Linked DNA regions of Pan troglodytes: region 1 is linked to region 2. A link is a contact called in public Hi-C data. All regions are on one chromosome and are shown on one strand. Each heading gives the region's core, a stretch centred on a gene start, on an enhancer-like site or on the middle of the called end of the contact. The rest is flanking DNA. Distances are from core to core; before and after follow the strand shown.

Region 1 (4,675 bases), core at 1,138-3,637, 160 kb before region 2:
TCCAAAGATGGAGGACAACAGAGAGCTGTCTTGCACATAGGTGAAAAAGCCCCAGCCACAAATGGCAGCTGCATTTTTTTAATAGTTAATTTTTTAAATTTTGAGGTAAGTTTAGACTTTATACAAGAGTTGCAAAAATAGTATGGAGAGTTCCCATACACCCTCCTCCTTTTAACAATGGACATAATCATGTCTAGTCATCAAAACTAGGAAATTAACTTTGGTACAATACTATTAACCAAAGTACATACTTTATTTTGATTTCTCCAGTTGTTTCACTGATATCTTTTGTTCCAGAACACAATCCAGGGGCCCACATTGCATTTAGCTGTCATGCCTTCATAGTCTTCTCCAATCTGTGACAGCTCAGTCTTTCCTTGTTTTTTTGTGACTTTGACACTTTTCAAATGGGTATTTTGTCAAATGTCAGTTATTCTGAAGAATGTCCCTCAATATGGGCTTGTTTGTTTTCTCAGGATTAGACTGAGTGAACTTACCTCTCTGTGTGTGTATATGTGTGACCTTCTCAGCGTTTCATATCAGGGGGTATATACAATGTTGGTGTGTTTTATTGGTACTGTTAATCTTGATCACTTGGCTAAAGTTATGTCTGTCAGAATTCTCTAAATAAACTTACTATTTTTCCCTTTGTAATTACTATATATTTGCAGACTATGCAAATATTCTGTTTCTGTTGACATTGATGCCACTTATTTAGCATCCATTAGTAGGTTTTGCTTGTCGCAATTATTACTGTGATGTTCTAATGGTGAATTTTTTTTTTTTTTTTTTTTTGGTTTGTTGCCCAGGGTGGAGTACAGTGGCGTGGTCTTGGCTTACTGCAACCTCCGTCTCCCAGGTTTACCTTAGCCTCCAGAGTAGCCGGGACTGTAGGCACATGCCACCGTGCCAGCTAATTTTTGTATTTTTTTTTGTATAGACGGGGTTTCAGCATGATACCAAGGCTGGTCTTGAACTCCTGAGCTTAAGCAATCCACCTGCTCCGGCCTCCCAAAGTATTGGGATTACAGGCATGAACCACTGTGCCCAGCCCTAATGGTGATTTTTCTATTTCCCTCATTCCTTCTACATTTATATTTATATTTATATTTTTAGAGATGGAGTCTCACTATGCTGCTCAGGCTGGTCTTGAACTCCAGGGCTCAAGTGATCCTCTTGCCTTGGCCTCCCAAAGTGCTGGGATTACAGGTGTGAGCCACTAAGCCTGGCCTCCTTCTACATTTGTTAATCAGAATTCACTTAAAGGAAAAATGATCACTTCTCTTTATTTATTCACTTATTCCTTTCGGTATGAACTCATGGATATTTTTATCCTTTGGGTTATAAATTAATCCTACAGTTATTGTTCCTCAAGTTGTTCCACCGTTGGCCATCAGAAGTTCTTTCAGGTTGGCTTCTGTGCCCTTTGATATGCTTCCTTTCTTTTTTTAGAAAGCACTTCCTAACTTGCTGGCCCCTTAAGATGCTCCAGGATCATTTTACATTTCCCCTACCCCAGCCTTGGAATCAACCAGTTTTCCAATGAGTCCTCATTCCTTTCATTGATATTTGGAAGCCAAGATCTGGGTGCTGGGTGTACTCATTGCTCCTGGGGTATCTGCTTCTAGCCCTTCTCAGTGGCTAGAGCTTGGAAATATACATATGTACACTAACTTACCTACCCACACAAGGTATCTATGTATTTTTAAATCTATCTGAAACACGAATACATATTGATACACTGATTCCAATCTAGCACGAGGGGATTCATTCTGGCCTTCTCCTTTGCTGATTTATAACTTCTTTCTTTCTCTGATGTGAGAAACCTGACTCTCATTGTCCACAATATATTTACTTGCTGATTCTACTCTATTATACAAATGAAGTAGCGAAAAAATTCCTAACACATAACCATGAGAGAAACAAATTTTACAAACTAGAGTGCTTTGTTTGTATGTAATTCTTTTTGTTTTTAGCCTTACAGTATACAGTCAAAATACTTTTCAAAGGTTAGCTCCTTTTTTCTCCAACCCCTTAAGTGTGGTTATGTGACTCATTTGTAACACCAGCTAGATTCATTTGTCATAGTGTGCATTCTTTCTCTCTGCCCTGTAACCCCCAAAACATCCTAGCTGATTAAACAAATTTTCACATATAGTAACATTTATTTTTTTGTGGTGTAAAGTTCTATGGGTTTTGACAAATGCACAGAATTATGTGTGAACCACCACAGGTCCATACAGAACATTCCTTACCCCCAAAATACTCCCATGGCAGCTGCAATTTTAATCCTGCTTTCGCAGCACCAACCAGGAGGTGGCAGAGTTTCTCTCCCTGACGCAGACTTCACCAGGCAACTGAGTCTGCCTGCTCTGCATGCAAACAGTCCTAAGGAGACAGCTAGCTCCCTGTCCCTCATACTCCGTGTGTCTTCTGACTATGGTCAGAGGGGTTATAAGGTTAAGTTTCTTCTTCCCTAAAACAGGTGAGTTTTGCTGGAAGCCTCAGAATCTCACACTCCAGCTGAACAAGCAGGATGATTCATCAGAGACAGCAGTCAAGAAGGCAACCCATAATAACTAAGCTTTCATAAGATACTCACAGTGAGGGCAACAAAGGGAGATGAGAGAAGTGGAGGCCAAAACCAAAACAGGGTGAGGGCAGGAAGTTGACAGACTCTTCAGACAGTACATGTTTGGTATTGGTGGCTGGAAAAGATTTCAATAAGAGGAAACTGACAGTGGGGAAGGGAAAAGATCTCCAAGTAGAGGAAAAAACCTGAGTACAGGCACAGCAGTGTAAGGCATCCCTGAGGCACAGTGTTCAGAAATGAGTTAGAAAGACAGGCAGGGGACAAACTTGGTAACACTTCAAATGTCCTACTATGGCAGTCATCATCCAGTAAACACAGGGCATTCCAACATGTAAACAGCTATGCCACATGGTAGACATGTGAAGCAGTACATTGTCCGTGTCCGTATTAAGCAGGTACAAGCTCTGCTTAATAACAAATTATAATTTAGTTAACTATTAACTGTCAACATAACCACCCCTAAACTATTGCTAACTCATTTTACCTCCCTAAGCTGTATCTGTAAACTGGGGATAATAGTTAATAACAGGGTTGTTGTATGTATTCAGTGGTAGAATATATATATGGAGGGTACATAAATAAGTGCTCAATATTAGTATTTATAATAAATTATAAACCACCTAAATTTATCTAAATGCACTTCCACATCTCTCTTACCTTTCTTCATGATGGGCAAGTTTTTAAAAGGTCCTTCTTATCTCATACACAATAAAACCAGTCTGAGTATATCTGGATGTCTGCATTCATAATGCTATAAAACCAGTTTGAATAGTTCATTATATCTGACTAACACCCCCATCCCTGAACACTGCTGCTATGAACCCCTAATACCTTGCTGGGTATTTTATATGTTATCATACTTAATCCTGTAGAGAACTCTGAAGGGTAAGTAACATACCATCTTAAAGGTAAGATAATTGAATATTGGAGATATAAAGCAAACTTCCTAAGGTCACAGAGCTAAAAGCTAGTCTGTTTGCCTCTAGAGCCTCTCTTCTTTCTGCTGAATGACACTGCTCTATTCTACTCTCCACTCTCCATGGGAATACCACTCTAGGCTTCTGACACTGGCCCTTCTCTCTTCTGTATCTAAGCTCTCTCTGTGGGTGATTTCACCTATGGACTAGACTTTTACTACCACCTCTGTGCCAACAGCTCCATGAAGCCTGTTTGCAGGCAGGACTTTTCATCTCAGTTCCAATCCTATATAACCAACTTCCTTGGTGGACATCTTTATGCATCCTTCTCAGGTATCTCAAACTCAGTATTGCCAAGGCCAACATTTTGCCCCACCCTTTTTCTTTTCTTTTCAGAGGGTCCTATAGAGAAATCACCCTGCTTTTTAGCTTGACTTTTTTTTTTTTTTTTTCATTTTTTTCTCCCTGATAAGGTCATTACTCTTAATCCACATCCTCGATTTCAACTTCTGGTGCTGCTCAATGTTCAGTATGTCACCAATTCCTATCAGATGAGTTTCTTCAACATCTCTGTGTGCCATTATTTCCCCTGTTCCTTCAGATCCTTCAGATTTCCTTCTAGACTCTACTAAAAACTTTCTAGGTGGCTTTTCTGTTTCCCCTGCCCCAATTCATCCTCCAAAACAGCCCTTCATATTCATCCTACTAGAACGTCAGTTTGTTCATATTATCTCAGGCTAATGGCTCTTGGAAAGCTTCCCAATAAATTCCAAACTCCTCACCAACCTAGACACAGACTTCTGAGCATGCCTAGCCTCTGAGTACACCGTGCTTCTAGCAAACAAAATGATACCGCATTCAGCAATCTCCTACCTCATGCCTTTTCATCCAAAAATTTCTACTTCTGTCATCATTCCTGAAATAACTAGTGAAGTATATTAATCCCAGTTAAGACCTGATTGTTAAGTGGGTTCTTGGTCACACAGGGCTTGTGCACTCATTCCCACCTTAACATCTCACTAGTTTTCTTCCCCCCACCTAGTTTAGGAAGGTCTTATAGGCAAGAATGGTTCATTTTTGGTTATGAGTACAAACTATAAGGCCTGATATGTAGTGCAAGCTTGAGGAATAAGTAACTAAACAGCTGACACTAAAGGTAAAGTTT
Region 2 (4,261 bases), core at 228-2,727:
ATAATGATAGGTATTACATTAACAGTATCCTTATTTTGAAATTTTCCAGTAATTAAATCTTGACATGCATATGTCATGTTTCAAATATGAACCATACCCAATTGTTAAAGCGCATCTATCATCCTTACTCCAAGCCTATTTGTACATAATAGTCCACTGCCAATGAATAATTATGAACCAGAAAGCAGGAACATGCAAGTTAAGTAGATTTTTACATGCCTAAGTCAGCTAAGGTTAAAAAAAAAAAAAAAAAAAAGCTGGCATCTTTGCCATAAGCAAGCAATCTATTCTAGCCTGCCAGGTCACACTGTTTACACCCTAGTGGTCTTCCCCAAACATTATCTTAATTTTCACAGCCCTATAAATTCTATCCACCACTTCATGGAATCTCACACCCCCTTAACTGATCTTCTTCCTTCACCACTGCCTTAAACAATTCCTTGCCAAAGAAAATCTGTTCTCCTATTTCCATTTAAAAAAAAAAAAAAGCCACATCTTAAGACAACATTCACAAACACTCCTTTATCCATGCCCAAGGAATGGAGTGTCAGACCCAAAAACGGCGAGGAGCCATTAATGCCTCTCCCTGAAATCTCTCTGCAAGTAGATTTCTTCTTTTTATCATTAATAAAGTAGGTTTCAGGCACATCCTTCTCACCCCATCCCCAAACTCAGATCCCCTTGCATTAAGGGTCTACTCTATTACTTTAACCTTCTGTCCCTATTACCTCCTACTGCAAATAGTCAAAGAAAAGTGACCACTGGATACCCACTGAGTAAGTCAAGATTTTCAAGCTTGAGAGGCAAGAGAAGTGAGACAGGGAAATGAATTCCCATGTGTCTTTATTGTTAAGATACAGAGTCTCACTATGCTGCCCAGGCTGGTCTTGAACTCTGCAGCTCAAAAAATCCTCTTGCCTCAGCCTCCTGAGGAGCTGGGACTATAGGCCCCATATATTTTTAGAGTTTTTGTACATGCTCTTAGAATGACCTAAGGGTATACAACTCCCTTCTCCAAGATTCTGAAGCCTAGCTGTACCAGAAAATCTTGTTCCGAGTTTTGCAAGCACAGGTTTTCTATTTTTCAGTCTGAGTGCTCTTCCCTCTTTGGTTAGGGCCTGTTGCCACCTAATGGACAAAACTGGCATACCCACCAATACATTAACACAGGTTCTCACCTCGGTGCTTCCAGAATAGACCACTAGATGGAGACTTAAAAACTGAAGGAGGAGGAGAGAGTGCTTACGCCCATCTAGAAAGCCTATTAGTTGGTTTATGACTACACGAAAAATTAAACTAATGCAGATTCAACAAATAAAAGGGAATATGCCCAAAATGAGAAATTAAGGAAAAATAAAAGCCTTCTGGAGGCTGGGTGTAATGGCTCACACCTGTAATCCCAGCACTTTGGGAGGCCGAGGCAAGGGGACCACTTGAGGCCAGGAGCTGGAGACCGGCCTGGTCAACAGGGCAAAACCCCTTCTCTACTAAAAATACAAAAATTAGCCAGGTAGGTGACACACGCCTGTAGTCCCAGCTACTCAGGAGGCTAAGGCACAAGAATCGCCTGAACCTGGGAGGCGAAGGATGCAGTGAGCCAAGATCACGCCACTGCACTCCAGCCTGGGCGACAGAACAAGACCCTGTCTCAAAAAAAAAAAAAAAAAAACGTCTTTTGAAGGCAGTATGGCACCAAGATTAAAACATAGGTTTTGGCTCTTCTACACATAATCACAAAAATCCATTAACAAAATATTACCAAGTTGAATTCAGCAACACTGGAAAATTATAATACATCACTGACCACATGAGGTCTATTTCAGGATTAAAAGGCTAGCCTGAGTTTCAAAATTCAATCAGTGTAATCCACCATATTAAGTCTAAACAATCTAGATGGAGAATTGGTATGAAAACGTAACTGATTTACAGATTAGTAATTAATTATTAATCTGAAAACAACACCACTCATGATAAAAAAAACTCTTAGCAAACTAGCAACAGCATTTTCTCAAGTTGATAAAGGGCATCTACAAAAACCCTATAGCTTCCTGATTTCAAAATTTACTACAAAGCTACAGTAATCACAACAGTCTGGTATTAACATAATGACAGACATAGACCAATGGAATAAAATAGGGAGCCCAGTACTAAACCCTCATATATATGGTCAAACAATTTTTGTCAAGGTTACCAAGACCACTCAATAGAGAAAGAATAATCACATGGTACTGATAAAATAATATCCACATGAGAAAAAAATGAAGCTGGCCTTTACCTTTATACCATACACAAAAATTAACTCAAAATCGATCAAAGACTTAAACATAAGCCCTAAACTATAAAACTTTTAGAAAAAAAAAAACAGGAGATAGCTTCATGACAATGGGTTTGGCAATGGTTTATTGGATATAATACAAAAAGCATAGGCAATAAAAGAAAAAACTGCTCGATAACATGAAAATGTAACTTTTGTGCATCGACGGACACAACGGAATGAAAAAGCAACCTGCAGAATGGATGAAAATATTTGCAAATCATGTATCTGTTAAGAGATTAATATACAGAACACAGAAAGAACTCGTATAACTGAAACAAAAACCCATAAAGAATCCAATTAAATAGGCAAAAGACCTCAATAAACATTTCTCCAAAGAAGACACACAAATGGTCAATAAGCACATGAAAAGATGCTCAATATCACTAATCATTAGGGAAATGCAAATCAAAGCCACAATGAGATATTATCTCACAACCATTAGGAGAGCTACTATCAAAAACACAGTAAATAAGTGTTGGTGAGTATGTGGAGAAACTGGAACCCTAGAGCACTGCTGATGAGAACGTAAAGTGGTGCGGCAGCTATGGAAAACAGTATGGTGATTCCTGAAAAATTAAAAACAGAATTACCATAGGGTCCAGCAATTCCACTTCCGGGTATACACCCCAAAGAATTGAAAGTAGAGACTTGAAGAGAGACACCCATGTATACTCATGTTTACAGCAGCATTATTCACAATAACCAAATGGTGAAAGCAACCCAAGTGTCCACCAATAGGTGAATGGATCAACAAAATGTGGTATATACATGCAATGGAATCTTATTCAGCCTCAAAAATGAAGGAAATTCTAACACTATACAACATAGATAAACTTTAGGCACATTATGCTAAGGGAAATAAGCCAGTTACAAAAGGACAAAACTGCATGATTCCACTTAAATGAGGTACCTAGAGTAGACAAATTCATAGAGACAAAAAGTAGAATGGTGGTTACCAGGAGCAGGGGAGAATGGTTATTGTTAATGGGTACAGAGCTTCAGTTTTGCAATATGAGAAGAGTTATGTGGATGGATGCTGGTGATAGCTGCACAACCAGTGTGAATGTACTTAATGCCACTGATCAGCACATTTAAATATGGTTAAGATGGTAAATGTTACGTCATGTATATTTTACCAGAACTCTACAAAATAAAAGAAAGCCCAATAGAGGTGTCATCATACTTGATACTGAAATTGAACTCCTTCCCCTAAGATTAAGAACAAGGTGAGAACATCATTCTCACCATTTCTATCTATCATTGTACTGGAAATCTTAGCCAGTGCAATAAGAAAAATAAATAAGTCATAAACATCAAAAAGGAAGAAGTAAACTCTCTTTATTCACAGATGTACACATAAAAAGTCCCAAGAAATTTATTTTTTAAAGTTACTAGAACTAACAAATTTAACAATGTCACAAGATACAAATACATAAAAATCAACTGCATTTACATATACTAGCAACAATTGGAAAATAAAATTTAAAAATAATATCATTTACTATAACATTAAAAAACAAAATACTTAAGGATAAAGATGTATAAGATCTCAACACTAAACTTTTTAAAACACTAACAAGAAAAAAGAAAGATGACCTAAATAAGGAGAAAGATACACTGACTTCGTGGATTAGAAGACTCAACATTGGCTGGGCACGGTGACTCATGCCTGTAATCCCAGCACTTTCGGAGGCCGAGGCGGGCAGATCACAAGGTCAAGAGATCGACACCATCCTGACCAACATGGTAAAACCCCATCACTACTAAAAATACAAAAACTAGCTTGGCATGGTGGTGCACACCTGTAGTCCCAGCTACTCGGGAGGCTGAGGCAGGAGAATCACTTGAACCCGGGAGGCAGAGGTTGCAGTGAGCCAAGACCGTGCCACTGCACTCCAGCCTGGTGACAGAGTGAGTGAGACTCCATCTCAGAAAAAAAAAAAA

What was found. A called contact is a pair of places that touch in the nucleus more often than the background predicts.
Region 1: a contact with region 2 is called in a Hi-C map of induced pluripotent stem cells, with 2.9 times the contacts expected there. The contact joins two enhancer-like sites. A contact is called at or near these places in 3 of 7 Hi-C or Micro-C datasets (induced pluripotent stem cells and stem cell-derived neural progenitor cells).

What each region holds. Positions count from the first base shown.
Region 1 is chr11:13,901,708-13,906,382 of NHGRI_mPanTro3-v2.0_pri, reverse strand. All of the region lies in intron 3 of NR6A1 (nuclear receptor subfamily 6 group A member 1), which reads right to left. Among named protein-coding and RNA genes, the nearest start is that of NR5A1, 44 kb to the left of the region's middle. Within about 2 kb of position 2,387, at least 3 of the 24 cell types and tissues checked have an H3K27ac peak or open chromatin away from gene starts, as enhancers often do. A contact at or near this core is called in induced pluripotent stem cells, where this site is marked.
Region 2 is chr11:13,742,912-13,747,172 of NHGRI_mPanTro3-v2.0_pri, reverse strand. The region is part of intron 2 of NR6A1 (nuclear receptor subfamily 6 group A member 1); the gene reads right to left. Among named protein-coding and RNA genes, the nearest start is that of MIR181B-2, 16 kb to the left of the region's middle. Within about 2 kb of position 1,477, at least 1 of the 24 cell types and tissues checked has an H3K27ac peak or open chromatin away from gene starts, as enhancers often do. A contact at or near this core is called in induced pluripotent stem cells, where this site is marked.